2 separate regions of the Cyprinus carpio genome follow, and region 1 is linked to region 2. The links are chromatin contacts, called in public Hi-C maps. All regions are on one chromosome and are shown on one strand. The core of a region is the stretch at or near the end of the contact, and the rest is flanking DNA. Distances in the headings are between cores, read along the strand shown.

Region 1 (6,979 bases), core at 194-2,693, 52 kb after region 2:
AGGGAAACACAAAATTTTGTGAGTGAACGTAAAGTTTCTATAGAATGTAAATATTTTGTGAGTAAATAAAGTTTCAATAGGGAACAAACATTTTGTGAGAGTAAACGTAAAGTTTCTATAGAATCAATAGGGTAAACGTAAAGTTTCATAAATATTTTGTGAGTGAACGTAAAGTTTCTATTAAATAATATTTGTGAGAGTAAACGTAAAGTTTCAATAAATAAATATTTTGTGAGTGAACGTAAAGTTTCTATAGAGAAAATAAATATTTTGTGAGTAAACGTAAAGTTTCTATAGAGAACACAAACATTTTGTGGTGACGTAAAGTTTCTATAGAATAAACAAATATTTTGTGAGTAAACAAAGTTTCAATAGGGAACACAAATATTTTGTGAGTGAATGTAAAGTTTCTATAGACAAAATAAATATTTTGTGAGTAAACATAAAGTTTCAATAGGGAACACAGACATTTTGTGAGTGAGTGTAAAGTTTCTATAGAGAAAATAAATATTTTGTTATTAAACGTAAAGTTTCAATAGGGAACACAGACATTTTGTGAGTGAACGTAAAGTTTTGTGTAATTTTGTGCGTAATAGAGTTTAAAAAATAACATTTTGTGAGTGAGTGTAAAGTTTCTATAGAGAAAATAAATATTTTGTTATTAAACGTAAAGTTTCAATAGGGAACACAAACATTTTGTGAGTGAACGTAAATTTTCTATAGAGAAAATAAATATTTTGTGAGTAAACGTAAAGTTTCAATAGGAAACACAAACATTTTGTGAGTGAACGTAAAGTTTCACAAGAGAACGCAAACATTTTGCCAGTGAACGCAACATTTCTTGGGGGAATGCAAGACATTTGTGCAACACAGTTGCTCTGAGAAACTCTATTTTGCAAGCTAAACTTATTGTGTGGGTACTAGCTTAGCATACCACTAGCCGAATAGTCAGCTAGCTCAGCCTATACACTGATCAAATGCCCAATTATACTTTTTGTTGCTTGATCAGGAAAGAGCATACCGGTAAAATTTATTTTGACAGCATGGCTCAAATAGTTTGGTCTTGGAAATAATGAGAAAAATCAGACTTCATACTGAGATCTATGATTTCTGATTGTTGATTTTTGTTTTATTTAAAAGGTTGGGAAAGGTTTTTATTGGTTTTTTTTTAAAATTTAACAGTACATATGTGAGACTTGAAACATTTGAAAAGCAGGAAATCTTCACCAAAAAGCCTTCATTGGTTGCTACAGTTAATTTAGGAAAACCTTTTTTAGATCAAGTAATCTATGAAAAATATTAAAGATATCTCATTTGTGAAATTTCTCTCTTATAGGTCTCGCTTCAAAGAGTTTACAGGTCTTGTCGCCCACTCTCAACCCTCCCTCTCGCTTCATTTCCTTCACAATTTGTCGTTGTGTAAAAATAGCGCACGTCCTCCCTCACACAGACGACACAGTTTAGACTTGAGAAGGTCACATATCCAGCACTGCGTCCTGCAGCAAGCCTGTCTGGCCCACATTGAGATTTAGTGTCTGACAGAACACAGGCTGAAAGAGTTTGAGATGTGTCTGTTTGAAGACAATTACACAATTGCAACCAATAACTTTTGACTGACGGGTGGAATGTAGGATGGGGACTTCACATTATGTAGTCATTTGTCTTTTTGAGGAAAAAAAAAAAATCAAATGATTTTTTTCTTTGTACTGACTGACTGGCGACAGACTGAACTCAGAAATAGTAACATAAAAGCATTATTCCCTATTTCTTCGTGGTTACTAAATTCTGCTGAGGGTTTTTTTTTTTAAGTTTTGTTCTGTGGTTGCTATGGCACTACTATGTAGTAACTAAGCTGAGTGTTTTTTTTTTAGCTTTGCAATGCAGTTGTTTTTATGTTCTAGGCAGTTGCTAGGGTGTTGATATGTGGTTACTAAACTTTTCTGTGTAACTGCTCTTTTAAGCTTTGCTATGCAATGCTCTGGTGTTTTGAGTGGTTGCTAGGGAATTGCTATGTGGTTATGAAGATAGCCCAAATGTTTAGGCTTTTTTATGCATTGCTGTGGTATTACAAATGGTTGCTAGGGCATTGCTATATGGTGCCTTGACTGTTCTGAGTGGTTTTTAAGATTTGCTTTTTGTGTTTTGTTTTTGGTTGTTTTTTTCTATGTTGTTGTTTGGTTTTTTGGTTTTTGTTTGTAGTTTTATTTTTGGTATTTTTTTGGTTGCTATGTGGTTACTAAGCTCTTCTGACTAAGCTGTTCTGAGTGGTTTTCACTTTGCTATGATGTTGTAGGTGGTTGCTATGTGGTTACTAAGCTCTTCTGAGTGGTTTTAGTCTTTGCTATGATGTTGTAGGTGGTTGCTATGTGGTTACTAAGCTGTTCTGAGTGGTTTTAACTTTGCTATGATGTTGTAGGTGGTTGCTATGTGGTTACTAAGCTGTTCTGAGTGGTTTTCACTTTGCTATGATGTTGTAGGTGGTTGCTATGTGGTTACTAAGCTCTTCTGAGTGGTTTTAACTTTTGCTATGATGTTGTAGGTGGTTGCTATGTGGTTACTAAGCTGTTCTGAGTGGTTTTCACTTTGCTATGATGTTGTAGGTGGTTGCTATGTGGTTACTAAGCTGTTCTGATTGGTTTTAACTTTGCTATGATGTTGTAGGTGGTTGCTATGTGGTTACTAAGCTGTTCTGAGTGGTTTTCACTTTGCTATGATGTTGTAGGTGGTTGCTATGTGGTTACTAAGCTCTTCTGAGTGGTTTTAACTTTGCTATGATGTTTTAGGTGGTTGCTATGTGGTTACTAAGCTCTTCTGAGTGGGTTTTAACTTTGGCTATGATGTTGTAGGTGGTTGCTATGTGGTTACTAAGCTGTTCTGAGTATTTTTTTTTAACTTTGCTATGATGTTGTAGGTGGTTGCTATGTGGTTACTAAGCTCTTCTGAGTGGTTTTTAACTTTGCTATGATGTTGTAGGTGGTTGCTATGTGGTTACTAAGCTCTTCTGAGTGGTTTTAACTTTGCTATGATGTTGTAGGGTGGTTGCTATGTGGTTACTAAGCTCTTCTGAGTGTTTTTAACTTTGCTATGATGTTGTAGGTGGTTGCTATGTGGTTACTAAGCTGTTCTGAGTGGTTTTTAACTTTGCTATGATGTTGTAGGTGGTTGCTATGTGGTTACTAAGCTTTCTAAGCTCTTTCTGAGTGGTTTAACTGAGTGGTTTTTTGCTATGATGTTGTAGGGTGGTTGCTATGTGGTTACTAAGCTCTTCTGAGTGGTTTTAACTTTGCTATGATGTTGTAGGTGGTTGCTATGTGGTTACTAAGCTCTTCTGAGTGGTTTTAACTTTGCTATGATGTTGTAGGTGGTTGCTATGTGGTTACTAAGCTGTTCTGAGTGGTTTTAACTTTGCTATGATGTTGTAGGTGGTTGCTATGTGGTTACTAAGCTGTTTCTGAGTGGTTTTAACTTTGCTAAAGCTCTTATGATGTTGTAGGTGGTTGCTATGTGGTTACTAAGCTCTTCTGAGTGGTTTTAACTTTGCTATGATGTTGTAGGTGGTTGCTATGTGGTTACTAAGCTGTTCTGAGTGGTTTTAACTTTGCTATGATGTTGTAGGTGGTTGCTATGTGGTTTGGCTAAGCTGTTCTGAGTGGTTTTAACTTTGCTATGATGTTGTAGGTGGTTGCTATGTGGTTACTAAGCTGTTCTGAGTGGTTTTAACTTTGCTATGATGTTGTAGGTGGTTGCTATGTGGTTACTAAGCTCTTCTGAGTGGTTTTAACTTTGCTATGATGTTGTAGGTGGTTGCTATGTGGTTACTAAGCTCTTCTGAGTGGTTTTAACTTTGCTATGATGTTGTAGGTGGTTGCTATGTGGTTACTAAGCTCTTCTGAGTGGTTTTAACTTTGCTATGATGTTGTAGGTGGTTGCTATGTGGTTACTAAGCTCTTCTGAGTGGTTTTAACTTTGCTATGATGTTGTAGGTGGTTGCTATGTGGTTACTAAGCTGTTCTGAGTGGTTTTCACTTTGCTATGATGTTGTAGGGTGGTTGCTATGTGGTTACTAAGCTCTTCTGAGTGGTTTTAACTTTGCTATGATGTTGTAGGTGGTTGCTATGTGGTTACTAAGCTCTTCTGATTGGTTTTAACTTTGCTATGATGTTGTAGGTGGTTGCTATGTGGTTACTAAGCTCTTCTGAGTGGTTTTAAACTTTGCTATGATGTTGTAGTTGGTTGCTATGTGGTTACTAAGCTCTTCTGAGTGGTTTTTTAACTTTGCTATGATGTTGTAGGTGGTTGCTATGTGGTTACTAAGCTCTTCTGATTGGTTTTAACTTTGCTATGATGTTGTAGGTGGTTGCTATGTGGTTACTAAGCTGTTCTGATTGGTTTTCACTTTGCTATGATGTTGTAGGTGGTTGCTATGTGGTTACTAAGCTCTTCTGAGTGGTTTTCACTTTGCTATGATGTTGTAGGTGGTTGCTATGTGGTTACTAAGCTCTTCTGAGTGGTTTTAACTTTGCTATGATGTTGTAGGTGGTTGCTATGTGGTTACTAAGCTCTTCTGATTGGTTTTCACTTTGCTATGATGTTGTAGGTGGTTGCTATGTGGTTACTAAGCTCTTCTGAGTGGTTTTAACTTTGCTATGATGTTGTAGGTGGTTGCTATGTGGTTACTAAGCTCTTCTGATTGGTTTTAACTTTGCTGTGAAGTTATGGGTGGTTGCTTGGGTGATTTCTAGGGTGTTGCTATGTGGTTATTTGTGCATCATGTTGTGGTGTTGCTTAGTTGTTGTGGGTGATTGTTTAGGCATTGCTATGCAGTTACTAAGCCATTCTGATTTTTTTTTTTTTTTTTTTTGGCTTTGCTAAAATAGCGATGCAGTTGCTATAGTGTTCTGGTTGGTTGCTAGGGTATTGTTGTGTGGTTTCTAAGCTGCAGGTTGCACTTTTAAAGATCCACCACTACTTATGCAGTATGTAAAGCACATACCTGTTTAATGTTAGTTAGCTGGGATTGTGTATTCAGTGAGTAAATGTAGATCTCTAGTAATTGGAACAGTTCAGACAGAGGTGGAGGTACAGATGAATGTTCCAGTCTGTCTCCGGTAGTTATTTACGGATTGTGTCCTCCTGGATTGCTGACCTGCTAACATAAACTTGCGAGCATCTTCACGCCAAGACCACACCACCACAAATGCCAAGTTCAACATCCCAGACACACATACAAAAATACACTGAGTCAAAATATAATTCACCCTTGCCCTGAGGATGAGATCTGAGATCAAACATCCTCATGCACACAAAGCCTGATTTTATAAAACAAACTACAAGCTAAGGAACAATAAGGCTGGTATGAGCATGACAAGTGTTGATCAAAGTAACAAACACACCCTGTTTTTATACTCAACTCTGAAGATATCTGAATGGCCTGTCCTATTGAATTTATATATAAAGATCAAGGGCGCCCTCTAGTATACAATGAAGAAACAACATTTTATTGCATTAACTTGCACACATTGTTGTTACTACTGAGGGCTGGATATTATTTTACTATCATGCACTGTTATAAGGTCTACATGTGTTAAAGAACTGTATATTTATTTATTTATTTTTTCTCCTGGGCAATAACGGTGAAAATGTGAAATGTGTAAATCTGACCAATGGCCACTATGCTCGAAAGAAAGAAAATGTTACACATTCTCTGGACATTTTCCATGTCACAACATGTAGTTGCTGGATAGCAGGAGGCAGGAAAGCTGCAGTCAGTCTCACCAATTATAAGGGTGGAATAACTAATATGTCTGTGTGATCTCAGTCTTTTCAAATACTTGAAATTGGAGGCATATGCAATCTCTGCTTTGACAAAAGAATTACACATGGGTGGACATCTGTACAGACTCCTTTCACTGGCTAACAAAAAGCAACGTTCTTGTCAGCACTGTTTATCATTGATATATAAGGGAAATTGTTCAGTCAGTGATTATTGCAAAATAATAAGCAGTGATACAAGGCATGCAAATAAGTGAAAGTGAAGCTTACATAGAAAAAAATCATTGCAGTAGATTTGGATAATAAAAATTTTTTCTTGCAATTCTGAGTTTATATCTCATATTTATGACCTTTTTTTTACAGTATACAACTCACAATTATGAATTTTCTCACAGTTCAAAGAAAGACGTCAGAATTACGACAAATTCATAATTCTGATTTTTTTTTTCCTCACAATTCTGAGTTTATATCTTACAATTATGACTATTTTTCATGCAATTCTGAGGTTATATGTAGATGGAATGAATTAGTACAACGTGGCTGTGATTTAAAAATAATTCTTAATTCATGGACACAATATTTATCTTTTTTTTGTTTTTTGTTTATTTATTACATGATGTGCCGGCCCTGTAATATGCTGCTTTTTTTAACTGCCTTGTACTCTCACATTTTAAACACTGTTGAAAGTGATCCTGTTTTCATTTATAATAGGCAGTAATTATAGCTACCATGGAAAATTTGTGTCAGTACTTGAAGTTCTCTCTCTCTCTCGTGTTCTCTCATGTCATGGGTCATGTGTGTAACTAATAACATGGTCACAGTCAGCCATGTGTGTCCCATCTGCACACGATCATGTTCACATCCTGTCACACGTTCAGACAGACTCATGAAAACTCTTTACTACTGCGGAGACGAGTAAACGTGTGGAGAAGACCCAGTATGAAGGATTGTTTACATAAGCTGTGGGAAAATCCCACATGCATGCAGATTGAGTACATTGTCTCAGAGAGATGTTGAATCTGTCATTCGGTGTGTTGACAGGCCATAGAACATAAATAATGGCAACGTTTAAAACACAGAAAAATAGATTAGAGTACAACCTTTGGAAACAGAGAGCGAGAATTTCATCTTGCCAAATGACATTTAGATGTAAATTAGATGTAAATTGTTTGTTAGTATGCTAATGCATGTTTGTATCAGTTCATCA
Region 2 (6,574 bases), core at 3,161-5,660:
AGGCCTCGAACACGACTGAATTTTGGCTGATCTCCAAACTCAAGCATGTAGTGACAGTCAGAAAATCTTCTGATGTACCTTTACGGGCCTCCATTCAACTCATTTTGCATTCCTCTCGCTGTTTTCTGAGAGCCTGCTTTTGTTTTAGTGAGGATTGGTTGACATTAAGGTGGGAATATAACAACCACACTATAACACCTAGGCGGTTGCCAGGGTGTTATGCAGTTGCTAAGATGTCCTAAGTGTTTTTAGTATGTTGAGATGCAGTTGCAAAGGTATTCTGAATGTTTTTTCCTCTCTCTCTGGTTGCTAGGGTATTATGTGGTTGCTAAGGTATTCTAGTTTATACTGAACAAATAGATGTAGATTGTGAAGCATATAGTGTTGTTTATTTGCCAAAGTGTGGCTAAGTTGTTTTGAGCTTGTTTTAGCATGTTGTTATGCAGCTGCAAAAGGTTCGGCATGGTTGCCAAGTTGTTGATGCAGTTGCTAAGGTGTTCTTAGAGTGTTTTTTTTTTTTTTTTGCCCATTGCTATGAATGTTCCAGTTGGTTAACAGGTTGTTGTTACATTGCTCTGAGTGTTTTTTAGCTCAATGTTAAATGTGGTTACTAGGATGTTCTGGTTGGTTGCCAAAGTGCCAAATTATGTGGTTGCTATGGTATTCTAAGTAGAATGTTAAATGTGGTTAAGTTTGGTATTCTAAGTAAAGTAGTTTGGAGCATTTTTAGCATAATGCTATGCATCTGCAAAGGATTCTGGGTGGTTGCCAAGATGTTCTAGGAGTTTTTTATTCATTGCTATGCAGGTAATGGAATGTTCCAGCTGGTTGCCAGGGTGTTGCTTCTTTGTTTTGAGCATTTTATTTTATTTGTTAGCACAACACTATGTATTTACTAGAATATTGGTTACTAAGGTATTTTTATGGGGGTTCTGGATTATTGCCAGGGTGTTATGTTGTTGTTGTTGTTCTATTTGGTTGCCAGGGTGTCATTATGTGGTTGTTAAGGTGTTCTTGTTGGTTTTTAGCACATTACTATGCAGTTGCTACTTGCTAGGGTGTTGTGGTTGGTTTAAGTTGTCCCTTCTTCAATGTCATTGTTATCATTTCACTTGTTTGATTACAACAAGTAATCTAGAGTACAACAAATTTGCATTAGCCAGTTAGCATTACTCTTGGATTGACTTTTGACATGAAAGGTTACCTTTATGGAAATATACAACTGCTTTTGATTTTTCTGTTATTCCTGTTGATGGTTTTGTTGTCTTTAATGTTGTTGTGCTTGTTGTAGCTAAATTTGAGGTCGGACTCTCCTTGTAGCCTCTAGCTGTTCTCAGTGCTAAAGTTAGGGTGCGCATGCAGTATTCATGAATGCTCGTTTTCCATCATGGTGATGGACTACAGCTCTTTATATAGCTGCAGAAAGACTGATGAGGGTCGTCTGGTGCTCCAAGACCTCCTCACTGTGAGTGTGTTCGTGTGATTTGTCATGTAAATGGGTCCATTTGCCACGGAAAGACACAATTAGCTAATGAGACTAATGACTTAATGATTTCTCTCGTTAGTGTTATCATGTTGTCAGGGATCAGACACTGTAAGAAAAAACTATACCAAAAATGTGCTATTTCAGTGGTAGGGTTTTTGGGTGGTTGCCAGGGTGTTGCTATGGGGTTACTAAGGTGTTCAAGGTGATTGTCAGGGTTTTTTATGCAGTTGAAAATGTTTTTAGCACATTGCTATGCAGTTTTTATGTTCTGTGCTGTGGTTGCAGGGGGATTGCTGTGTGGTTGCAAATATGTTCGGAGTGTTTTTTAGCACATTGGTCTGTGGTTACTAGGAAGTTATTGATGGTTGCCAGGGTGTTATGTGGTTGCAAGGATGTTATGAGTGGCTTTTAGCTCTTTGCTCTGAAGTTACTAGAGTGCTCTTGGTGGTTGCCAGGGTGTTATGTGGTTGATAAAGTGTTCTATGTGTTTCAGCTGGTCGTTAAGCATGTTGCTATTCTACGTAGTTGCCAAGGGGATAATGCGGTTGCTAAGTGGTTTCTAGGGTGTTGTTAGCTGGTTGCTAATGCATTCTATGTGTTTGTAGCACATTGCTATGCAGTTGCTAGGGTGTTTGGGGTGTTTTTTAAGGTGTAATGCAGTAGATATGATTTTCTAGGTGTTTTTAGCATGTTGCTATGCAGAAGGGGGTATTGAGTGGTTTTAAGCACATTGCTCTGTGGTTGCTAGATTGTTGTTGGTGGTTGCCAGGGTATTATTATGTGACTTTTTAATACATTGTGTGTTTTTTTTTTTTTTTAGCATTCTGGAATGCAGTTGTTAGGGTATTCGGGGTGGTTGCAAGGGTGTTGTTATGTGGTTGCTAAGGTATCAAAGTGTTTATAGCACATTGCTGTGCAGGTACAAAGATTTGGGTTGAGTGGTTCTGAAAACTTTGGTTTTCTATGTTGGACTGGGTGGTTGGCAGGGTGTTATATGGTTGCCAAGGTGCTCTAAGTGGTTTTTAGCCCATTGCTATACAGTTTCTGTGTTGTGATAAATGGTTGCCAAGGTGTTGCAACGATGTTCTGGTTTCTAGGTTGTTCTGGGTGGTTGCCGGGGTGTTATACATTTGATAACATGTTGTAAGTGGTTTTTAGCACATTGCTGTGCTGTAAAAGTATGTCCATAAGTGGTTTTTAGCATGTTGATCTGCAGTTGCTAGGTTGTTATTGTTGGTTGCTAGGGTGTTGCAATAGCAAAATCACACAGTTCTAAAGTGTTCCACTGGCAGTGTTTTTAGCACATTGGGATAAGTGTTTTATTTATCACATTGACATGCAGTTGTTAGGGTGTTAGTAGCAAAATCACACAGTTCTAAAGTGTTCCACTGGCCATGTTGTTTTTAGTGTGCTATGCTGAAGTTTCTGACCCAAGGCAATCCAGTACACTAATTCTTCAAAAAAAAAAAAAAAAAGTTTTTTTAGAATGGTTATCATATAAACAACTCAAAGGAGTTCTGATTTGAGTGTCCTTTGCAAAAATTTATGATTAATTATTGTCACAGAAAGAAAAGGTGAAAATAATGAGGAGAGAACAGATGCTTCACTTGAGGCTTTTTTAAGAAAATAACATCACTCACAGTACTCAGAAGAGAGAGATAGAGAAAGATCATAGGCTTATGCAAGTCCACAGAGATTTGCTTTCCATTAAAATGAGCAGAAATGCATGATGTGTGTGTGTGTGTGTGTGTGTGTGTGTGTGTGTGTGTGTGTGTGTGTGTGTGTGTGTGTGGCAACGGGGCTCGGGGTCAACTTCATTAAAAAGACTTAAATGTGACATCATCCATTCGTTATGCTGATGACCTGAGCATTATATGCAAATTCAAGGTTTAGATGGACATATTATTGGTTCACATAGTTAAATATAAGCAAATTTGAGATGCTAATGTGGTTTGTTAATGATATTAAATATTATGAAGTTTTCATATATAATATAATATAATGTAATATAATATAATAATGTTTATATTTACACACAAAATATCTAAATCAGAGGTTCTTTGGTTCAGATGCAAGAACATGAGCAAATCAAATTTTATAATTAACATTATTTTAGATATAATATAATATAATATAATATAATATAATATAATATAATATAATATAATATAATAACATTAATATTAAATCGGCAGCCCTTAGGAAAGACTTGTGATGTTTATCATCATACAGGTGCTATGTGTGTATGCTTTTGCTTTGTAGTTTACAAATGAGTCTGTGTGTGTGTGTGTGTGTGTGTGTGTGTGTGTCTGCACATAGAGACAATGCTGGAATGTGAGGAACTCAGCTTGCACTTCCTGTGTTTTCATCTTGTCGCTAGGTACCATTTCCTTTCCAAGAAATGGAAAACATGGGACAAATATCAGCGTACACACTCACACACACACGCACACACATGCACTCACAAACATGCCACAAACAATTTTAATGGTGAGTTGCGGCACTGTGACCCTCACCGTGAAGCGCACAAATGGGGTCACCCATAAATTTGTTTTTCATGTTGACGCGTAAACATGAACTTGTTTTTCATGTTGAGTTCCCCAAACGTCTGAGTACACATCCTTCATGCTCACTCATGAAAAATGCCTTTGTCTTGTGCTGGAGGGGATGGACAAAAGGGAAGCAGATATTTTCATGAGCACAATGTTCCTGTTTTTCTAAACTTGGTGTAAATACGTGATGCAGATGGGCCAGGAGTGTGTGTGTGTGTGTGTGTGTGTGTGTGTGTGTGTGTGTGTGCATTAGGTACGGGTGTTGAACAGTAGCACCTGCATTCTTGCGCTATACTCCTCCAAGTGCTTTTAAGTCACCTTTGCCACTGTTGTTTCCACTGTCTTGCTGTTTCTTAGACAACACTAATGCCATTTCAGTGAAATCATGTCTTCAAGTCTGGGCTCCGAATCAAAACTTCAGAAATGTTTAGTCATTGGTCATAAAGTCTTGGTTGCTTAATGATTGGGAATTTTCAAAGATCTTTAATCAGTCAATCAATCAATCAATCAATTGAATATTTATCTGTCTGTCTGTCTGTCTGTATCAATCGTTTGTTTGTATGTTTATGTGTGTGTGTGTCGTCTGTCTGTCTGTTTCTGTCTGTCTGTCTGTCTGTCTGTCTGTCTGTCTGTCTCTGTCTGTCTGTCTCTCTCTGTCTGTCTGTCTGTCTCTGTCTGTCTGTCTCATCTGTCTGTCTCCTTTGTCTGTCTGTCTATCTGTCTGTCTCCTTTGTCTGTCTGTCTCCTTTGTCTGTCTGTCTGTCTGTCTGTCTCTCTGTCTGTCTCCTCTGTCTGTCTGTCTGTCTGTCTGTCTCCTCTGTCTGTCTATCTGTCTGTCTGTCTGTCGGTCTGTCTGTCTGTCTTTTCTCTGTCTGTGTCTGTCTCCTCTGTCTGTCTCTCTGTCTCTCTGTCTGTCTGTCTGTCTGTCTGTCTGTCTGTCTGTCTTCTCTGTCTGTCTGTCTTCTCTCTGTCTGTCTCTGTCTGTCTGTCTTTGTCTGTCTCCTCTATCTGTCTGTCTGTCTCCTCTGTGTGTGTGTGTGTGTGTGTGTGTCTGTCTGTCTTCTCTCTGTCTGTCTGTCTGTCTGTCTGTCTGTCTCCTCTGTGTGTGTGTGTGTGTGTGTGTGTGTGTGTGTGTGTGTGTGTGTGTTTGTCTGTCATCTGTCTGTCTGTCTCCTCTGTGTGTGTGTGTGTGTGTGTCTGTCTGTCTGTCTGTCCATATATAATTTTTTTTTCAGTATAGAAGCTAAAATAACTTACATTTAACTAATTAACAGATAAAACGGTTAAATTCTTTTCTCTTTATTTTTGAAAACATGTTTAGAGTGTAGTTCATATATTATTTATTTATTTATTTGATAAATGTTACAAAAAAATAAAAATAAAAACTGGCAGCTGTGTTACCTGTAAGTTTACTATAATATATATATATATATATATATATGCAGCAACAATGTTACAGGATATAACGACATTACAGGATATAAGTGAATATATTTTACAGATAAGGTAAATGTGATTCATTAGCTAATTCATTTTACTGGTAAAAAAAAATAATTTTCATATATAGCACTTTATACAATGCAGATTGTATAGCATGTGTATAAAAACACGTCCGATATTTGCAGGTTCCCCCATGTGGTGTGTCAGTTGTGTATATATATGGCTGTAATCGCTCAGCTGTAATAAATGTGCCGTGGAGCAGACACTTCATTAGTCAGCTGTACTGAGCTGAGTCATGGTGGCCTGATAAAGTCCTCACATAATCAGCTTCTGAGGTGGGTATGGCACAGCGCGCACACACACACACACACACACAAACCAGAAGTATCTCAACATGATCAAATGGGAACAAGGGAAATGGCGAGAAAGGGCCTAGTAACTAAAAGAGATGACAGGAGAGTAAATTAAAGCCTAATGTGTATTCTAACAGGAAGTTGCATTGACAGCCAGGATTAAACAGAGTTGTGCTGAGGGGTTTTGGGAGAAAAACAAAAACTGTGAGACATACAAATCCAGATAGAGTGAGAGAAGGTCAGAGGTCAAGGATCCAATTAACACCATGCACTCCGTGCTGAGATGGGTTAAAATATCTCAAACCATCAGTGTATTTTAACACCAGACACCTCTATGGCAACCGCAATCTAAATAAAACAACAACCAAGGACCGGAGGGACAACACTGCATTTCACAATTCACATTTCACATTTTATTTTAGAGATGTTCCTCTTTTTGTGGACACAGAACATTTGTTTACTGCGTGATATTTTTAGATGAAGTTTTGATGGCAGGATGAAAGGAGGATTGGAAGCAGCTGATGGTTTTTAACTTCTCCAAATGTTAAAATGAGAAGGAAATAGGTGGCCTTCTTACTTTCGATTAAACAAGCACATTTTATTTTATCTCAAGAAACCACAAAGTAATTGTACATTCCAGATTGGACATTATCAGGGGAAAAAATAGATTTTTACATTTTCTGGGGAATGCTAGGATGTGGTTGCCAGGCCATTGCTATGCAGTCGTTTGGGTTTCTAGGTGG

What was found. A called contact is a pair of places that touch in the nucleus more often than the background predicts.
Region 1: a contact with region 2 is called in a Hi-C map of skeletal muscle, with 2.8 times the contacts expected there. The contact joins two enhancer-like sites. A contact is called at or near these places in 5 of 8 Hi-C or Micro-C datasets (liver and skeletal muscle).

Annotation. Positions count from the first base shown.
Region 1 is chrA22:15,370,783-15,377,761 of ASM1834038v1, forward strand. No RefSeq gene overlaps it. Among protein-coding and RNA genes, the nearest start is that of LOC109100549, 34 kb to the left of the region's middle. Within about 2 kb of position 1,444, at least 2 of the 8 cell types and tissues checked have an H3K27ac peak or open chromatin away from gene starts, as enhancers often do. A contact at or near this core is called in skeletal muscle, where this site is marked.
Region 2 is chrA22:15,315,556-15,322,129 of ASM1834038v1, forward strand. No RefSeq gene overlaps it. Among protein-coding and RNA genes, the nearest start is that of LOC109100551, 19 kb to the left of the region's middle. Within about 2 kb of position 4,411, at least 1 of the 8 cell types and tissues checked has an H3K27ac peak or open chromatin away from gene starts, as enhancers often do. A contact at or near this core is called in skeletal muscle, where this site is marked.